Linked DNA regions of Gossypium hirsutum: region 1 is linked to region 2. The links are chromatin contacts, called in public Hi-C maps. All regions are on one chromosome and are shown on one strand. The core of a region is the stretch at or near the end of the contact, and the rest is flanking DNA. Distances in the headings are between cores, read along the strand shown. Region 1 holds the start of LOC121203192 (probable prolyl 4-hydroxylase 6). Region 2 has its middle 37 kb from the start of LOC121207245.

Region 1 (7,140 bases), core at 435-2,934, 140 kb after region 2:
CAAAAGATAAAATCAAAACAATGTTCAAAATTAGCTCTCATTCTTTCTCTCAAAATTTCTGCTCATTTCTGCAAATCGGAATAGCGTATATTGCCCATATTAGGCTGAATAATCATAGAGCTAATCAAATTAATTTCTCAACTTGGAAACACAAATTGAAACTTTTAATCCAAAAATAGAAAAAATATCGCAAGTTGAATTTTGAGATCAGAGTTTGGTAAAAAAAAATTGTCTGTCACTGTTGAATCAGAAACACGGACCAATTAAACCTCATCATATCTCAAAATTTTAAAGAAATTTACAACGAAAAAAATCGAGAATTTTTTAATAAATTTCAATAAATAAATGAAACAAAGGAACGATCATCAGAGACTTAAATACAAGTAATCATGGAATAAATCCATTCATATTGTTGCAGTTTTTTTTTCTCATCAATTGATCGATGACAAATACAAAACGAAGGAAAGAAATTTTCGGTGAAATGAAAACCATAAACCATAGATCTGAGAGCTGAAAGGAAACGAAATGAAACCTAGTTGTGAAGAAGAGGGAAGGTGGCGAAAGTGAGGGTTTTCAGGGTATTTATAGATCTAATTGGAGAGGTTGCTATAAACCCTAGATTGCAACTAGAGAATTGAAACTGGCTGAATTGCTTAATAATTGAAAACGGATCGAACAGTTTTCTTGGCCTTTAAAATTCCAGCTCTTCCTCTATGGGCTGAGTTTAGATTTTGGGCTTTTTCTTTCTTTCTTTTTTTTTGTTTTTCAACATGTGAGGTGTAGGGGGTATTATTGTCAATGTAGGATAATGTAAGTTCAATTATATTGAAGCGTATTATTTTTTTATTTATGCGTTAAGAAAAGACTATAGCTAATTTTAAATATTGTGTAAAAAAATAAATATGATCAGAAACTGTAATGAGATTATTAAAAAAAATTAATTTTTTTCATTAAACAAATAGATAAAAGGAATGCAAGTAAGGGAATTCATCCAGAGATAAAAAGAAGAAATTGTTTTTCAAAAAACTGATTAGAGATAATTATAAAAACAAAAATTTCAAACCAATTTCATCCTATATATTGAATCTCTCCAATGGCTATGTGGAGATGATGAAGCTAACAGTCATCAGTAGATATTGGGTGAAATTTTACAAGTAGATTCTTAACTAAAACCCCAATCGATTTCAACATTTTGGTAAAGTCTTCATCTCTTATATATATTTTTATTTTTTTATAATATAAAATAATCATTTAATTTTATTTATATTTAATTATATGTGTTTGAGGATGAAATTGATATAATTTGTAAATACAAAGTGTTAAATTTATTGAATTATATAAAGTTAGAATCAAATTGATAGAATGTGTAAATATCGATAACTAAATATATTATTATACTAGTTAAAAAAGACCATGACATTAATCTCGTTAGCCATTTGATGGAAAGTGAGTAAAACGGAAACGATCTAAAGCGTTAGTGACCAAATTAAAAAAATTATACATTGATAATTAGATGATTAATAGTATAATTTACCCAAAATATATATAAAGAGAAAATAATATATTTTGTGTGAATTACTAATTAGTTATCTTTCTCTAAATAGAATTAACCGATTAACTAACGAAAAGAATTTTAAGTATCAGTGAAAAAAAACAAAGTTTAAAGACGGATTTCTAGGATAAGCCAAAATAAAGTGAAGAACTCATTGTTTCCAATTAAGATTTTCTGACATCTGCCAGAAATTTTATGAAGCTTTCTTACGGAAACATTAAATATTTTGGCCAAATCCATGGCCGCCAATTAAATTCACTCTTAAATGGAAGATGATTTGAAAAAAAGAAAACAAGCAAGCAAACAAACAGATTAATTCTTTTGCGAATATTGGATCCAAACAAATAGAATTTCTTTTCTCATGGAGTACCAGTATTTTCTCGGATTCTTTCTTCTTCTTTTGATCAATTTTACTTTGGTTTCGGCTGAGATTAATGGATCGGTGCTTAAAATGAGAGGAGGAACTTCTTCTGTTCAATTTGATCCCACTTCTGTTACTCAACTCTCATGGCGCCCTAGGTAACTTCAAATTCTAATCCTTTTTGCAGTTCAGGTAATTCAAAACTTTAAAATTTACGATTTTTTTTTCTTGAAGGGCTTTTATTTACAAAGGATTTTTATCAAGTGAGGAAAGTGATCACCTTATTTTTCGGGTAAGCAACCATTTTTCTCTTTTGTTGTTGAAGAATTTCAACATATAAAAAAAAATTGTATTAATTTCAGGCTAAGGATAAGTTAGAGAAGTCAATGGTGGCAGATGATGTATCAGGCCAGAGTATTGAAAGTGAAGTTCGAACCAGCTCCGGCATGTTTCTTGAGAAAGCTCTGGTATATAAATGAATTGTCTTTCATTCCTTTTTTTAGCTTAAAACTGTGAAATTACTGGAATTTATGTTAATTTAAGAGAGGAATGCTGAATTTATGAGTCGAATTGTTGAATTTAGAAGTAAAAGGAATTGATTTATTATCCATATGATCTTGTTTTTGTGTAATTTTATGCAATCTTATTCTTGCTTTGTTTAAGAAAGGATGAAGCATCTGGCTGCTTATTATTATGTCATTGTATTAGTACTTTCATGCTTTTTTTTCCCTTCCGTGGGATACTGGTCATAGCTGTTTGAGATTGTTCTGTTTTTGAGAACATGTATTTGATATAGACTGACTATATGAACTGAAATTTGCGTGGTGCTTGTGAGATTTTAATCACTTGAATGGCAGAATGCTAGGTGTTTGATGTTAGAACTTGTATTCCGAAATGTGATGGTTGATGCATTGTGTGGCTTTTCTACTCATTATTCATTCAAACTTAATCCGAGAGCCGAGTCTTTGCTGAAAGAATCTGTCTCCCCATTGAACCAACAGTCTAGAAGAATGTTACGCATTGTATTCCGAAGTGTTTGTACTGAAAGCAGTTGTATTCTGAAATGTCATGGGTGATGCATTGTGTATTTTTCCCCTCATGATTCATTCAAACTTAATCCGAAAGCCAGGTCTTTGCCGAAAGAATCTGTTTCCTCATTGAACGAATGGTTCTAAAAGAATATAACTTGCGAGTTAGTCACATTGGTTTTGTTTATTCAAAGCCTTTTCAAACCTGTGCCGTATGATTACTGTCGCTGATGAAATCATGCTTAGGTTTAGTTATGCATTTCTTTATGTTTAGAGATCGTTTACTCTATGCTTATTGTTATCATTCGGATTGTTTATATTTATGGTATGGATCATGTTTGGAAAGCATATCATCATTGCATGTGCTGATTCTTGAACTTCAAATGTTTCTGCGGTATCTCGCATGAAGGATGAAGTAGTTGCTGATATTGAAGCCAGGATTGCAGCATGGACCTTCCTTCCAGTAGGTACTTTTGTTTTTTCTTTTACATGCTAGTCATACTCTACAATTTCTTCATCCAATTGTAAGGACTTTTCGCATTTGACTTGGACACGGCGTTGCAAACAGAGAATGGGGAGGCACTACAAATACTGCACTATCAGCATGGTCAGAAATATGAACCACATTTTGATTATTTTTATGACAAGGTTAACCTCGAGAGGGGTGGTCACCGTATTGCCACTGTACTTATGTATTTGTCTGACGTTGAGAGTGGTGGGGAAACTGTATTTCCAAATTCAGAGGTACGCATTTGCCGGTGAATTCGGTTCTTTGGTTGTCTTTTTGGTTTCTTTTTTTAACATTTGTTTTCTTCCTATACTACACGTATCCATTTTATTTTGTTCATCGCTCATTGTTTGTCTTCTGCAGGGAAAACTTACTCAGCCCAAGGACGATAGCTGGTCACATTGTGCGAAAACGGGATATGCTGGTATTATGGTTACCCTTGGCGATTTTAACTAAGAGTAGTTGGAACATGATGTATAATTGATTGGCTAGTTTCTTGTTTAATCGTTCTCAGATAAGTTGTGTTAGAAATCCAACCTTGTAGCCATCAGTATCTAACTCAACTGTATCGGTTGTACTTGCAGTGAAACCCAGAAAAGGCGATGCATTGCTGTTCTTCAATCTTCATCCTGATACAACTACTGATCCCAAGAGTTTACATGGAAGTTGCCCGGTGATAAAGGGCGAGAAATGGTCCGCCACAAAGTGGATCCATGTCCAGTCCTTTGATAACATGGAGAGCCAGACCGAAGACTGTGTTGATAAGAATGGGAACTGTCTTTTCTGGGCTAAGGCTGGCGAGTGCGAAAAGAACCCGGCTTACATGGTAGGTTCCGAGGAGTTTTCGGGATACTGTAGGAAGAGTTGCAAGGTATGCTCCTCCTAGAAAGCTTTTTCCAGGCATTTTAAAGGACCATGGTTAAACCATTTCAAAGCTTCAAATTCTTTTCGCTGCAATGGCTGCCGTCTAATCATTCGAATTGAATCTCTTCAGAACATAAATACATTAAACGGTATGACTTTTCTATTAGACTAAAGAAAAAATGCTTTTTTGAGAAACAATTTTAAAAATATTGGTTTTAATTATTTAGTATTGCAGCCAAAAAAATATTTTTTAGAAATAAAATTTTAATTTTAGATATGATATTATAAAGTAATAAATATGCATTTAAATAATATTTAAATTAATTAATATTATGATATTTTAGCAAAAATATAAAAAATAGTTCATAACTTGTTGTTAATATTTTAATATATCAAATATAAATTTTAAATATTTTTAAACAATCAATATTAATTATTTATAAAATTTAATTAGAGTTATATAAACTATAAATATAATCATTAAATATTTATAATTAATTATTAACATATTTGTATTATTTTAAGAAATATTTTTTAAAATTTTTAATCAATAATTTTATTTTAAAATATAATATGAATATATAATTCATATTAGATATTAACATATAGAGATAAAAAAAATAATAATACTTTTAGAAGTACTTTTGACTCAACAACAACTAAAAATTTTAGTTTCTAAGTAAAAAGTGTTTATTTTTAAAGATCGCTAAACATAGTGTAACAATAATCAACATGCAATCGTTTGTATGCTTGTTATGTGTCATGATTTCTTTTCTCATTGCCTAAAAAATTTGGAGGCTGGGCTACTTCAGAGAGCATATATTCAGATTTTGTATAATTTTAAACTAAAAATATTTACCAAACAAAAGCATCTCTTATATTTTGACATTCCATAATATTAATTATATATAAAATATATAGGTTAAATTATAAAAAAATATTGAAAAAATAAAAGAAATTGAGAAAATGTGTGTTTTTTTTTTAAATTTATCAATCTGTGTTGTTTTTAGAGAGAGAAATGAAAATGCATCTTATAGGATGCATTTTCATTAAAAATTGATAATTTAATTTTTTTTTTGTCAGATGGTTAAATGTTAGTGTTTTTTTCTTTGAATCCAGGTTTGATTCCTCTCATACTCACATTTATTTTTTATTATTTAATGTTGTTTTAAGTATTTTAATATATATTTTTATTTCATGTTGTTTCAAGTTTATTTATTTATTTTTAATTAATAACTCTTTTATTTATCAAATCAAATAATAAATATGTAATTATTTTTTAAAACATCAACTAATTCTTTAGATATATTTTTCTTTATATATAATATTTATATGTTAAATATTTACATTCTCCACCAATATTGTGAGGTATGGTGATTTCTAATATAATAAAATCAAATAATTATTTCAAATATGTAAAATATTTCAAATATAATTATTTTTCATCTACATTGTGAGTATGATATTTCAAATATTTTTATATGTGAATATTTCAAATACACATGCAAAAATATATAAAATGTCAATTTACTACATTCATGATATGGATTGAAAAATAAATATTACACATACAAAAATTCTATTTACTAAAAATATGATATTTGCAATAATTATTTGATTTTATAAATAAAAGGGTTATTAATTAAAAAGATTAATTAAAAAAAAAACTTGAAACAACATGAAATAAAAAATATATATCAAAATGCTTATAAGATGAATCAAACTTAAGACTCAAAGATGAAATCACAATCATCTAACTATCTAACGAAATAGTTAATATGTTAAAAAATTTAATTAAAAATAAAAAAATTTAAAACAACATGAAATAAAAAATAAAAATGTGAGCCGGAGAATAATTGAATCCAAAATTCAAGGACAAAAATACTAATATTTAACTATCTAACTAAAAATAAAATTAAATTATCAATTTTTAATAAGACATATATTCTTTTCTCTTTTCAAAAATAACATAAATTGGTAAATTAAAAAAAAAAGCAGCATATCTTCTCAATTTTTATTTTTATTTTTATTTTTTCAGCATATTTCTATATTTTAGCCCAAACATATATTGATTTCTTTAAAAATATATCAAATATATATTGATAACAAGTTCTCCCGTTTTTCTTTTCTTATTAAAGACCGCAACCTAGCTACAGAAGAAGCCTGCCAAACAGCTTGGGTAATTATTACAATTAACTGAAGGAGGTTGAGAATAAGGAAAATTAAATTAAATTACATTTAATTATATTTTTAAAGTTTTTTTTATAAATTTTGTAACATTTCTTTAATAATATGCTTATTAATTTAAAACATAACAATATACAAATTTAATTTTTAAAAAATGATAATTAATATTATAATGAATTTAAATAAATAATATTTTGAAATTATTTTAAAATATAAATATTACAATGCTAGATCGTATAAAATTCTGTTTTTATATATAGTTTATTAATTAGTGAATATGAATTATTAACTAAATTTAAATATTGTGACAACTAAATAGTTTATTGTAACATTATTTATATTTTAAATACCTATTTCAATTTTAATAGTATATTTAATGTGTAAAAATAGTGATAAACTTAAAAGAAATATTTTAAAATAATTTTAAAATTTATAGTGTTTTATTATGTAAAATTGTAAATTGAATTATTGAATATAAAAAAATCAGAAGAACTAACTATTAAAATATAACTTACAAAACACCATTAAAATTCATATAAAAATACAAAGGATTTTATGTGGCAAATTTCCTCTCCAAAATTCTTACTTTCTTTCTTGCCACACATAAACCCATTAAAAATTTAAGAACCCTCTAATTTAT
Region 2 (7,600 bases), core at 1,915-4,414:
TCGGTTCCATAACAAATTCAAGTAAGAGATGCTACATTCAATTTCAAATGCATCTTCCAAATACTTTTGCTTGTTTTTTCTCTCTTTTTTTTTATAATTTTTTAACAATTAGTTCCACAATATCACCTTTTTTTTTCTTGTTTTCTTTTTTTTACTTATAATATAATGATAATAAATTTTACTTCATTAAATCACTTTTTAACATAATCGAATTTTATCAACATGATATACTATTCCCAATTATCAAAACAATTGAATATAATATCATACTAACTTTTCTCAAATTATATTTAATGCAGTTACACCCATAAATAAATAAAAAATCCAAATCAAATTCAATTCTTATCAGATTTAATTAATCATATTTTATTGTTTTCTTTTAATGAATTACAATCACTTAGTCCATTGAAATTCACTAATTTTTATATTTATATTTCCAGACTTTACCAAAGTAGTCCCTAACTTCAAGTTTCACAGAATTTACAATTCAATCACTAAAATTTTAATTCTAAAATTTTACAATTTAGTCCTTAATATTTTAATTTTTTACCATTTAACAGTTTAGCCCTTGAATTATTATCATGTTACTTCTAAAACAGCTCAGGGTGTTTTAAATTTTGCAAATCAACCCCTTTTTAGGAATTTTTAGATTTTTCAAATTTTATAACTTAGTCCCCATCTTTCAATTACAGCTTTCTTATTCAATTTCTCTGAAACTTTTTATTCCAATAACTTTTACAACTCAGCAATTGATGATTTAATTCAAATTTCATTATTTAGCTTTTCAAATTCTATATTTATAGATCTTACAATTTAAACCTCTTCTTAATTCTTATCAAAATTAAACACTTTGTTCATTAAGTTTCCAATTCAATTCACATACAAAATTATTTCTAATTTCTTTAACATAGTTAATCCAACTTCCAACTATTTCTTTCTTTGATTCTCTATGTTTGAATTTTTAATCAACTAATTTATTTTTCACTAATTTCATCTTTATTCTATTTAATCAGTTGACTTTATTTTCTTTTCATGAACTAACATATTTCACCTATCTAAATTTTATTCAAAATAAATATTTCACACTTCCATCACTGCAAACAAACAACCACATCATCCAAAATAATCAAATCTCATTTTCATATTTCATAATTAAATTTATCACACTACTTTCTTCTAATTATTTATATTTAAGAAAACATAAAAAATCATTCATCAATTTCTACATACTTTAATTATATTATTTTCACCATATAAAGTATACAAAATAATTCCACATATTTAATCTTTGCTTTTACACGACTATTTAAATACACAAATTAATGCACATATGTATCCATACTCTCTTCCACTTCTAATATTCATATTCAAGTTTTCATATTTGGTTTTAAAAGAAAGATAAACTATAAAGATAATCGCTTTTGTTTGCCTTAGATTACATTTTAGTCACTTATGTTTGAAATGTTATGTTCTAGTCACTTACATTATCATTTTGTTACGAAGTGGTCACTTTACCGTTAAACTCTATTATCTCCTTAACGCCAGTCTTACGTGGTACTTCAAATGGGTTTTAAATTCCAACTTGGATGTCAAGTTCTTGTGATGAAAATACGTTTTTAATTAAATAAATTTAATTTGGACTGTCATGTAGGACTTCCGAGTTGGTATTTAAAACCCATTTAGACTGCCACGTAGGACTGCCGTTGAGGAGGTAACAGAGCTTAACGGTAGAGCAACCATTTCGTAACAAAACGATAATGCAAGTGACTAAAACTTAACATTTCAAACATAAATGACTAGAATATAATCTGAAACAAACAAAAATGACTACTTTTATAATTTATCCTTAAAAAAATATACTTAAATTCTTTTTTTTAAATGAAATCTAACTTAATCTTATAAAATTTTCTAAAAAAATGGTTAGAAAATGTTCCTAAATAGGAAAGAAAGCTAACTGCATAAAAAAACTGTCGTTTTCCACACCCCACATTGGGGTTTTTATATAGAGAGAATGATTTCTCTTCTATCTTATAGACGTTTCTTTAATTTTTTTCTATTCTATTTATTTATTCATTTTATTATTTAATAAATTAAATGAATGGTTAGGATATAATCCTTAAAAATCTTATCTAAGGATTATTAATTCAATCAAAATATTTTTTTTCTAATTTGAAATTCAAAAACAATCTTTTAATTTAAAATAATTAATATATCCTCGAAAATATTTCATTATTTTTTAATCTTTCTCCTTCTCCAAGAAGATTAACCAAATTATTATTATTTTTTCTACCCCTTCTACTACCATTCAACCTTCCTTAGTGTGGAGGAGCTCTACATTTTTTCTTTTTCTTTTATTTTAATCAATTAATTGACCAACCATTTAAAGTATACCAAATTTCACCCCTTTTACTCATGTATATCCAAATATATTTATTAAATGTCTCATAAAAATCACTTAACTATGGGAAAATTGTCAATTAGTCTTTTCTCTATTAAATAATTAAATTACACTTTAACTCTTGAACTTTTCTACTTTATGCAATCTAGTCCATACCATTAATTTTCAATTTCGCCTATCAATATATTTTCATGTAATGTTTATAAAACAAATATTTATTTGTGACTCTACCTTTTCTTCCTATGATTTGTTTTCACTTTTAATCTTTCTTTCACCAAATTCTAAATTATTTATTTATTTTTGGCTAAACCAAATTTCAATGCTCTCAATCCATTTTCTTGATAAATCTCTTGTATACATTCCCGGAACAATACCGTTTATTGTACTAAAAATTTTGGGGTGTTGCAATTAGGACTTTTGTGACCGGGGGAATTGCTCTTGGAGTACTCTAAATTGCTTTTGGAATGCTAGAAATTCCTGAGAGTTTGGATTTGGATTTTGGGTCACATAAGCTTGCTTTTCATAGTACTGGTGAAACTCGAAAATTTTAAAGGTGAAAGTAGTCTACATTCACTACACTAATTGTTGATGTGAGGACCAGATAAGGTGTTGGTGATGGTTGTGATCATTGGTGAGCCACTGTGGGTGGTTAGGTATGAGAAACTATCTAGAGAGACAGAGATAAGAAGGAAAAGGGGGTAGATCCTCCTACTATGTGGAGACAAAGGGTTTATATACCTTGAGCTAGAATCCCGAGATGCCACCTGTCACTACCTTATAGGTGGCTCTAGGTAGGTTAGTCAACTAGTCTATTGTGGAAGGCTTAAGTGGCGTAGTTAGGGTGGTGATTGGCAATTGGTGTTATAAATAGTGATTACAGATTGAGCCTTTGTTAAATTAATTCTTGAAGAGTTCTCTCGAAGGACTTCTTTGAGGAATTTTGCTGAGAAGGCGGTTGGAATGAGTGGTTCTTTGGAGCAATGCCAAGGCATGAGGATCTGAGAAATCTGCTCGAGGTGTAAGGGTAATACAATATTTAAATATATTGATAAAATATATACAATACGTTGATTAATTGACTTAGCCAATTAAACTGAGCGACAAGCTTTGTAATTTTAGCTTGCTTTTTTCTTTTCTTTTTTTACTTGTTTTATTGTAGAGAGGGATAATATTTAATCTATATATTTCCTTTTCTTAACAATATAGCTTTTAATTTTAGTCAGTATTATGATGTTGTGTTAGTGTACACAAGTATTATGTTGTTGAAAGGAGAGGTGAAAGATTAAAAACTCAAAATCCAAAAATATATTTAAGTGATATACAAATCTTAGTTGGCCGAATAAGTGTTTAACGCTTTACTTCATCAAACTTTGATGTGCAGATGAGATTGGGGGGATGAGGTTGGTAGGTTTTGGGCTTGTGCTTGGGCTTGGACATTGTGGGAGTTATGGCAGCTTGGGAGGAAATGTAATGGTATTACGAGAGAAATAGGAAAAATTAGGTTAGGGTTTATTAGTCTATACTTGTTTGATTGAGTTAATATCATTCGTTAATCGGGTTTTAATTTAATCATAAAGTTATTAAAAACTTCTTATTTTTAATTAGTAATAAATATTGTTTTGAGAATAAAACCTAAAAAAAATTACATACCAATGCTGGAATTTGAAGCTAAAACATTATCGAATTGGATATTAAAATGCTTAAATTTGACTCACTTGATAATTCAAGCTTAATTTGATAATTACTAATTTGATTTTGATTTTTTTTTGTCAAACTTGAGTAATTGACTAGTACCAATATATTGCTTACATCCTTAATTAGCTTAATTTGGAAAAAGCAACAAATGTTTTATTAAGTGTTAATTATTTTAAACTTTGCCATGATGTATGAATGAAATGTATTAAATGTTAATTTAGCTAGTGTTAATATTTGGCTTGTCAGTCTGGGGTGTTGTGTGGGACGAGGATCAGCAGGGGGGACCTAGCCATACTCATTTGTTAGTTTGTTATTTGCCTATGATAGTATTGTGTTTGGGCAAGCTACTATCGAGGGGGCGAATATTATCAAGTCTATTTTTGAGGAGTACGAGGCATTACAGCAAAATTGACTTTTAGCGGCCTTTTTTTAGGCCTAAAAGCGTCGCTAAAACTATTTGTGGCGTTTTTACAAGCGCCGCAAAAAATGCCGCTATAGAAAACGCCGCTAAAGTTTGCGGTGTTTATCTAAAAAAATGCCGTTAAAGGTCATGACCTTTAGCGGCGCTTCTCCCACAAACGCCGCTAAAGGTCATGACCTTTAGCGATGTTTCTCCCAAAAACGTAGCTAAATGTCATAATTTAAAAATAATATTATAAAAGTCATGAAAAATATAAAAAAAATTTAAATTCATTATCAAAATATTGAGAAAAAGAATAATATCTATGATATAAATATATATCCTACCAAACAGAAAGTTTATCAATAACAATCAAACAAAATACCGCACTTATCATAGTACACCAGAAATCTAACAAAATACAAATAGAACAAAATAATGATAGAATGCACACTTTAAGCAGTTAGCTCAAACAAGTCGTCACTATGCATGAATTCAGCTAATCCTAGACCCTGCATCCAACAAAAACTCAAACCTGAGAAAAAAGAAACAAAAGTTAATGAATGACACATATAACATCAAATTAATAATAAAATATGCAATTAACAAGTCAACATTAACGCCACATATAACATCAAATTGCACAACTTAATATACTCAATACATTAGCATAAATAACATCACATTGATCAAGGAATTTAACACATTCGAATAGATCAATTTTAAGCTCACTAATGGTTAATTTAGCATGTGAACAACATATAAATATTTTGCATTTACAGCATGGTTTAATCAACTTCAAGCAGGAAATTAAATGCTGCAAATTTCCAGTATTCAAAATCATATATGGACAACATTAATATGACATTTTCGAGCACCTTAAAGACACATTTGGAAAATTTGAAGAACCATTTGAACAACCACATTCGAACATCTTAAAGACAACTAAATTTTGTCTTGTTTTGGACAGCCTTAGAGGTCAACAAGGCATGTATTAAACCACGCCTAAAATGTTTATTTCATCATGCTTTGAACAACAATAAACAACCATTAAACATTATATTAATTCAACTCTATCGAAACCCTTTTTATTTTGAAAACAATGGGGATCGACTTTTGAAAACAAAAATGTGGAGTCGCCACCAATCTCTTGATTTAGGTATGATTGGGCCACCTACTAAAACTTTTTATTCCATTAAAAATAAATTTGATTCACATAAAATCAAAAAAATGGGTTCGGGAGTCGGTTACGCATGAGGAAGGGTTAGCACCCTCATTACGCCCAAAACTTGGTACCAAATTGATTTGATGCTATCCTTACACCTAAAGATTTTTTAAAGAAAAGATTTTTCAAAGTATGATTCTTTTTAAAATGTTTGAATAGTTCAAATTAACGGTCAAAATTCTCTCGTTTCAAAGATATGCAGTATCGTACCCAGCATGATTGGATACGATCCTTTATACCTTTAAAAATACGATTGATTTTTGACTTTTGAAAACTCGTACACTAAAATTATAAAAGGTTATCCAAATATTTAGTTGACCGAAAAAATCATACCCAGCACGATTGAGCACGATTTTCCGAATTCCCCAAATATTGTATATTGCCTTATTTCAGAATTTTTGAATAATAAAGAAAATTAGAAATTCGCTCAAAACACGTTTATTTGTTTTAAAATAAATGGAATACTTAATGCATTGTATCGGAACATTTGCATAGGAAAGGATTAATGAACATGAAATAATAGGATACAACAAGTCACAATTAATAAATCCAACAATTATGTATTCTAAGTAAAATGTTGCCAAATTCTTAATCATGGATGGTAAACAATCAATACAAAAATAATATACAACAATAATTAACATGGCACAATATAATATAAAACGATCCACAAAATATGTACAAAATAAAATGAAATTAGAAATCAATATAGTATAAGACATTTCCAAAATATTGATGAATTAATGAACACATAATATAAGTTAACGAGTTTGTACAAAAACTAGGGATATATAATTATTTGAAATAAATATTGTGGAATAAAACATTTGAATCGAATAATATGTAAAATATTTTAAACACAACTTTATTTAAAAATTGACAATGTGCATAATAGCTTATAAAATATTAAAGAACAATAAAACACATGATAAAATATAATGCACATGATAAATTCACAAAACATATATATATAAATAACTTTGGGAATAATTATTTATAAAAAAATAGCATGAGATTAATAATGTATGAAAAAAAATAAGTAAATTATAAATTATACATGTAACAAATTTTAAAAAATATAATAATATACACAAAAGGTAAAAAAAACTATATTTATAAAATACATAAATTTAGTGACGTATATTCATAAAACTATATCTATAAAGGGAATTTTGAAATAAATGATATATAATATAATTTTACATGTAACAAATTGATTTGGATTTATGGTACATATAAATAATTCATACATAAGGATAATAAAATATGAAAGTGTAAACAATAAATAAATTGTATGATTTAAAATATAGCTCTTAAAAGAAATGCATTATACGCATCAATAATTTTAAAGGAAAATATATGTACATAAAAGAAATATTAATATGAAATCAATAATGTGGACTATAGTAAAATAATTTAATATGAGTTATATACATGTAAAGACACTTTAGGAATAATTGAATGTTAAAATAACATGGAATAAAAATATGAATTATAAAATTAACTTAATTTTATCATAAACTATACATTTAATAAAACCTAAAAAACAATTAGATATAAATTTACTAAAAGGCTATATATATAAAAATAACATGGCTTTAATAACGTATGTAGATTAAATATAAATACTAAATATACGCTTAATAATTTATATGACGCATAAAATAGACGAATTTCTAAAAAACGGGATATAAACATTAAAATATGTGAATGAATTCAAAAGAAATTGCAAAATAACATGAAATTAATAATATACATAAACTAGAATAAATTTTATTACAAATAAAACATCAACTATTAAAATAATGGAATAAAAGAGAAAGAAAAATTATAATAATTTTTTTAAAACAAAATTCAATTATCAAAGCAACACGAAATATCA

Evidence for each region. A called contact is a pair of places that touch in the nucleus more often than the background predicts.
Region 1: a contact with region 2 is called in a Hi-C map of leaf, with 2.7 times the contacts expected there. The contact joins the promoter of LOC121203192 here to the enhancer-like site in region 2. A contact is called at or near these places in 5 of 34 Hi-C or Micro-C datasets (callus and leaf).

The regions. Positions count from the first base shown.
Region 1 is chrA09:7,445,295-7,452,434 of Gossypium_hirsutum_v2.1, forward strand. It overlaps LOC121203192 (probable prolyl 4-hydroxylase 6), which reads left to right and starts at 1,685. Exons shown (of 8, transcript XM_041077480.1): 1 at 1,685-2,071; 2 at 2,148-2,205; 3 at 2,276-2,380; 4 at 3,351-3,408; 5 at 3,510-3,685; 6 at 3,813-3,873; 7 at 4,034-4,320. The coding sequence starts at 1,914. It overlaps LOC121206938 (small nucleolar RNA Z199), which reads right to left and starts at 441; the gene lies at 361-441. LOC121206939 (small nucleolar RNA U54) reads right to left here and starts at 122; the gene lies at 33-122. LOC121207242 (small nucleolar RNA SNORD18) reads right to left here and starts at 282; the gene lies at 204-282.
Region 2 is chrA09:7,302,112-7,309,711 of Gossypium_hirsutum_v2.1, forward strand. No RefSeq gene overlaps it. Among protein-coding and RNA genes, the nearest start is that of LOC121207245, 37 kb to the right of the region's middle. Within about 2 kb of position 3,165, at least 3 of the 9 cell types and tissues checked have an H3K27ac peak or open chromatin away from gene starts, as enhancers often do. A contact at or near this core is called in leaf, where this site is marked.